2 separate regions of the Cricetulus griseus genome follow, and region 2 is linked to region 1. The links are chromatin contacts, called in public Micro-C maps. All regions are on one chromosome and are shown on one strand. Each heading gives the region's core, a stretch centred on a gene start, on an enhancer-like site or on the middle of the called end of the contact. The rest is flanking DNA. Distances are from core to core; before and after follow the strand shown.

What was found. A called contact is a pair of places that touch in the nucleus more often than the background predicts.
Region 2: a contact with region 1 is called in a Micro-C map of the CHO-K1 cell line, with 2.1 times the contacts expected there. The contact joins the enhancer-like site here to the promoter of Zfp36l1 in region 1. A contact is called at or near these places in 2 of 8 Hi-C or Micro-C datasets (the CHO-K1 cell line and liver).

Annotation. Positions count from the first base shown.
Region 1 is chr5:123,523,621-123,526,595 of CriGri-PICRH-1.0, reverse strand. It overlaps Zfp36l1 (mRNA decay activator protein ZFP36L1), which reads right to left and starts at 1,467. Exons shown (of 2, transcript XM_027418392.2): 1 at 1,255-1,467. The coding sequence starts at 1,311. LOC118238891 (a long non-coding RNA gene) reads left to right here and starts at 1,737. Exons shown (of 3, transcript XR_004770288.1): 1 at 1,737-1,892; 2 at 2,065-2,975.
Region 2 is chr5:123,625,550-123,628,752 of CriGri-PICRH-1.0, reverse strand. No RefSeq gene overlaps it. Among named protein-coding and RNA genes, the nearest start is that of Zfp36l1, 100 kb to the right of the region's middle. Within about 2 kb of position 1,657, at least 1 of the 6 cell types and tissues checked has open chromatin away from gene starts, as enhancers often do. A contact at or near this core is called in the CHO-K1 cell line, where this site is marked.

The DNA of each region.
Region 1 (2,975 bases), core at 218-2,717:
GGTTCATTTTAAAAGTCCTGCGGGGGGAGGGGGCAAAAGAAAGAGAAATAGATCAAAGAGCGGGCAGCCAGGATGGAGTTGCCCAGGAGCTCAGGCAGTCGCCGGGGCAAATAGACTTGGGGAAACGCAGGGAGGGTTAAAAAAAAAAAAAAAAAGCTTAAAATTCAAAGTTTTTGCCGTTGCTCTTCAGCTCCAGCACGCCCCTGTGCCCCAACCCTGCAGCCCCGGGGCCTTGGCAGCTGCACCGACAGGAGCAGCAAGCTAGGAAGAGAGCAACATGACCCGACGTGTTTAAGGGAAGGCAAAAACAGTTCAGCAATTAAAAGTAGCCTAGCAGCTTCATCCTTTCAAATGGGGGGAGTGGGGGTGGGGAAAGTAGAGTAGGGAAAAAAAAATTAACAACATCCATGGAGTTGTACATTTCAACCGCTCTCCTGGAACATTCAGGTTTTAAAACTCGTTTTTTCGAAAACCCGACTGGTAAACTACCCCCATTTAAGGAGGCTCTCTTAAATCCTAACTGGCGGGAACTTGAGTTCTGGCAACATTTTGTTCCCCTATTCCTCAATCAACGAGCCGTAGTGCCTCACAACACAGGTAAGCAGCCACTTTCAGCCAAAAGTTTGCAGCATAATCGACCAGCGCTCTCGCGGAGGAAGCCTAGCTCAGCTGGGGCGGCCACAAACTCCACTACAAACTTGCCTTGCCTGCATCTTTCTAAACTTTAAATCGGCCCCTTTTCCTTGCCACATTCTCTCTAAGTTCTCCAAGGCAGACAGGGAAATTCTCCCAGGCAAATATCGTTCTGAGACTTCGCTTTTCCTAGAGACCCCTACGCCACAGGCTAGCAAAGTTGCCGGCTAGACTCCAACTCCTCCAGCAGGCACGCTCTGGAAAGCCAGAGCGCACACCGGGAGCCCACCGAACCCCAGCTCCTGTGGCACACCATGCACACGGAAAGAATCCTTCAAAATCTGTCCCAATCCTAGCCACTGTTCCGCATCCCCGGGCCAGCCCTTGCCCGGCAAACTTCAGCAGTCGCCCGGAACTTTGCTCCCAAATTCACATGCAACTCCACCTGGGACCTGAAACTCTTGAGTAGGGAGGACATGACCAAATTCCTTCAGAATGGAGGGAAGCACTAACAGTGAAAGCCCTTCACTCGCTCAGCGCCGTTTCCCCAGACCCGAACCTTTAGGTTTCTTTTAAGCACAAGAGAAACTTTCAGAAAGCAAAAGTTCCGCCCTAGTTTACCTTGCATAAAACTTCGCTCAAGTCGAAGATGGTGGCAGATACGAGCGTGGTGGTCATCGTGGGCGTTCGCACGGGGCAAGGGATAGGATCTGGTGTGTCGCGAAGGTCCCGGTGCGGGGAAGGCGCAGCCTCCGGCTCTCCGGTCTGGAGTCCCACACGCCTGCTCCCGGCGCCCCTCGCCTTCCTGACTCTCCCGGGCTGCGGCGCGCAAAGCCCAACTTATAAGATTTGGTGGATTGAGGGGAGGAGCTTTAAACTTATTTAAATGAAGAAGAGGAGGCGGAAAAAAAGTTGATTGACACTGAGGTTGAATCAGCCATGCGGTCAAGCGGGAGGGAGGGGTAAGGGGAGGGAGGAAAGAAACTTTCAAAAGGAAGAAGGGGGAGGGGAGACGAGGAAAGAAGGCGGAAAAAAAAAAAAAAAAAAAAAAACCACTCGGAGCGGCGCACAACTTTTTTTTCTTAAAGAGGAAAAGTTTCGAGTCCGCGGGCTCCGCTCCCGGGCGCTGGGGGCGCCCCTCCCTGGGGCCGGGCGGGGCGGAGGGGGAGGGGCGCCCACCCTTTGTCAGCCTCGCTGCCCCGCTCTGTGACATCACTCATTCCACCCTCTTCAGAGTTCTGGTTGTTGTGTTGTTTTGTGTGTGTGTCCGGGGCAGGGAGAGGGGTGAGGGGAGGGAAGGAGGGCTGGGGGTGGTGGTGGTGTGTGATGGTGTGTGATGGTGTGTGTGTGTGTGTGTTTTGGTCGGGCAGGAAGGCGGGCTCGAGTTTCTCTCTCTCTCTCTCTTTTTTTTTTTTTTTTTTTTTTTGCTAGCTGGAGCTGAAGCTGGTCTTGAGCCGGCCAGAGCTGCGGTTTCCATCTTGAGCTGGTGTCCCTTGAAACTTGTCCAAGTGTCCGCACGACTTACCTTTCCCTGACTTCCCAGTCCACCCACACCCGGCTGCCCACCGCAAAACGCGCTGGACGAAGTTTAGGAATTCAGAAACACCCCAAATGTCCGAGTCAAGAGTTTTATGTTTGTTTCCCACCAGTGTACGGAGGAGTAGGGCGACCAAGAAAACTTTTTTTTCCTCGGAGAGAGCCTGGCGGGGGCGAGCGCAGCAAGACTGAGCGCGCAGCGCGCGTGTACACGCGTGCTGGGCCGGCAGCCGGCGCTCTCCCGGTAGGGTAAGGGGGCATTGCGACAAAGACCACTGCCTGGGCAGACCTCGTTTAAACTCACTGCAGAAAAACCCAGACTTTTATGGGCGCCTCTTCCTCCGGCTCACAAAAATAAAAGAGCAACGAGTCACTTTCCACGCGCACTTTGATTCTGGGCTACCTCCTCCACACACCCCCGAGTGTTAAAAACAAGGAAAAAAAAAGTTACTTGGTAAGAAAGAAGGTAGAGGTGGGGGAAGCGACACTTGTAACTTCTTGCTGCTCTCCCGCCCCCACGCGAACGGAACATATGGCTTGTCACTATGCCCTGTTTGGGGGTGCCAAGCAATGGGACCCACGGAACCCAGTGGCCTTCAATGAGTTATTCCGCCCTTAAAAACCGCGAACTTTGTGTTTATTTACTATTAGGTTTGGCTGCCTCCCACCCGCACCGGCTCGCGTGCTGGAGTGGGGACCCGGGCGGAAATCGCGGGCCGGGCCTCGCACGTTTCTTCCCAGCACTCGAAGCCGCCGGCTCTGTTATGAAACCCGGTGCGCCGAGTGGCTACGAGCGAGTTCCATTG
Region 2 (3,203 bases), core at 408-2,907, 100 kb before region 1:
GTCACTGACATCTCAGTAAGTCTCACTCAGTCAACTTCCCAGCACCAGCCTCAATTTATTTTCTCCCCAAATCAAGTCAACTTGACTTTACCAAGAATATTAGACTCAAACTAGGAAGGGCTCTTAGGTTACTGCTGTATAGTTACTGAAGGGATCAAGGGAAAGACAGTGTTTCAAAACCTTATTTCTTCATAACTCAGTCTCCAACTGGAGGAAGTTTGGCGAGAGCCAACTAAACGTGAAAGCTTATTTCTATAAAAATGGTCACTGAAGGAGGCTTATCAGAGGCCAAGGAAAGAGGGTAGGAGAGACAGAGAAGAGAGTGTCTAAACTGTATCTAGAGTTCACCTCCCGGGACCAAGAGTATCTGCAAAGATGAGTTCATTACAGAAGAAGGAGCAGGTAGGATGGGGTCAGGCAGTGCCTTTTATCTGGGTTGGACAAGGAGGGGAGTTTCTCAAGTAAGAAAAGATTGTAATCAGTAATGATTCTGAGAGCTGCATGAATGATGACTAGTGGTAGCAAAGATGGAGATAATCCAGACGCCCAGATAGTAACATGTGTTGGCTTCTCACTCACTTTATCCTTAAGCATCATGGCCCTCAAGTAGCCAGACACTCTCCTCTGCTGAAAGCATGAACCAGGCCTTTGGATGAGGGAAATTAGAAGGTCTATACTTCCCACCATGCATTGTGCTCCTGCCATTTTCCTCCTCACGCCAGCAGATTGGAGAAGACACTACCTTATTTCAACATCCAAGCAATGGAAACCTACAGCTATTAAATGATTAGTCCCACCCAGTTCACAGCTAAAACTCAAACCCATCACAAAGCCACAGATCCTGTGCTGTGTCTACACAGTCTCTATCTCTGTGAAACATAACTAACTAGCTGCTCAACTGTTCTTGCCCAGAGGTCAGACACCTTTGGAAATTAGAAAGCCATGGATCTCTAGAAAGCCATGTGGTGGTCTCTCCAAAACCCAAAACTCCAGTTCCAGTTGTCAAACACAACAAGCTAAAGAGAATCTCCTTCCAAATGTCTCTGGGAAGGCCCAGACTTCAGAATCCCAAAGTCAGCCAGCCAGCCAGTCAGACTTCCCTGTTGAGAGGCGATTCCTCCCCGCTCAGCAGATACCCTTCCTCGTTAAGCTAGTTTCATGCTTTCTAATAACTTTTGCTTACACCACAAAACTGTCATAGACTATGAAAACACAAAGGCCTTGTTGGGGGGAGCCCCTGAGCCCCTGGAAGTCATTATTCTTTCCTTTAACAGTTGCTGAATTAAGTATCGTAAATATGGTTCCCATCCTGCTTCATTCTACACACACACACACACACACACACACACACACACACACACACACACACACACACGATCTGCTGGACATATGTTCAGAAGAAAGTAGGGATGTGGGGGTGGGAGAGAAGAGTCACATGTCCTGAGTCAAGAGCTTGAGTGCTTTAAAGAAGCTGGGGAGAGGGGTGGAGCCTTTGCAGTTCTGGAAATGGAATATCCATAGGATTTATAGCCTTTGAGTGTCTCACAAAGCTTTTCTTAACATATAAAAATCTTTCTCTTTTTTTTTTCCTTTTTGGTATAGGGCAGTAAACAAGAGCTTTGAAAGGGGAAGGAAGCCAGGAGAAAGCCAGCTCCATTAGTCACGCAGCTGCATATCCTGTCACAAAGGACCCCAGTTGAGTAATCGCCCAAAAATATGCCTGTTATTTTTTTTCTGTCAGAAAAAAATGGGGCCTGCCAAAATGTACTGTAAAAAAAAAAAAAGAAAAAATCTGGTCATTCAGCCCCAGAAGGGGGAAAGAAAATAAAGAAGAAACAGGCGCGGCTTGGAAGTGTTCTTCCAACTTTTCCCCGCTTGTCTTTGCAAGAAAAAGCTCTCAAACTGCTCATGGGACCGAGCTTGCAGTGGTGGAGGACAGCTGGCTCCTTGGAGACCCTGCTCCCAGAGTCCTTGCTGTCATGGGGTGCCCAGATGTTAAGAAGGCAATGACAATGGAAGAAGGCAGCAGGAAGCAAGGGAGAGAGCGAAGAAAGGGAGTCCAGAGAGCAAATAAGTCTTCTGAAGATCCTTATATGAGGACTTCAGGGCTCCACCGTGAACCTGTGGCAGTCCACACCTGTTCCAAGAGCCCTGATGAACCCTGGAGGGGCACTGACTTCCGTCCATCAACCACACCTGCCTCACTGTCCACGGGCAGCTTTTCTAATGGGCTCAGCAAAACCAACTTTGACTCGGGTCTAAGCCATCTTTGTGATGTTTGGGCTACAGATGGAACGAGAGCAGGCATATAAGGATATCTGACTTGGGGACAGGCTGAAGAATTGAGGCTCAAAATCCAGCAAGGATACATGCATCTCAGCTACTGAGGCAGGAGGATTATTTGAGCTTATGAATTCAAGGTTCAAAAGGGCTAGGTGTTCTGCAAGGTGGTTCAGTGAGTAAAGGCTTAGCACTAAAACTGAGGACCTGAGTTCCATCGCCGGGATCCACATGGTGTAAGGAAACAACCAACTGCCATGGCAACCTAAAACATCTTAAAAAGTCATGTGATTTTTAAATTTTTAAGAGAGAAGAAAAGACCAAGTGGTGGTGGCACACGACTTTAGTCCCAGCACTGAGCAGGCAGAAGCAGGAGGATCTCTGTGAGTTCGAGACCAGCCTGGTCTACAGAGGTAGTTCCAGGACAGGCTGCAAAGCAACACAAAGAAACTGTGTCTCAAAAGAGAGAGAGAGAGAGAGAGAGAGAGAGAGAGAGAGAGAGAGAGAGAGAATTGAAGAGAGAGAGAGAATTGAAGGGAGTGGGGAGTGGGGTCTAAAGACAGGCTGCTTTGATCGGAGCTGCCTTCAACTGTCTCCTGGATCAGCTTTCCCAAACGCTTGCACGGCAAGCACCTGGTGAGGAGACCAAACCACAGCAAAGGCACTCTGAAACATCATCCAGTCACCACCTCAGTTCCACACTCTTAGTCCATTGTCCTCAGGAAGGGTGTGGAGAGTGGGGGGGTCAGTCCAAATACAAACAACTCACCTGGTAAGACTGACCCACTCAGAGCTGTCCCCAAGAAGTGGGGTTTCTGCATATATAGCAGGGAGCTATCTTTCAATGAAAGGGAAGGATCAAGAAAAATAAAAGTATGTGTGAAAAATGCCATACTAAAACCCACTATTTTGTATACTAATTA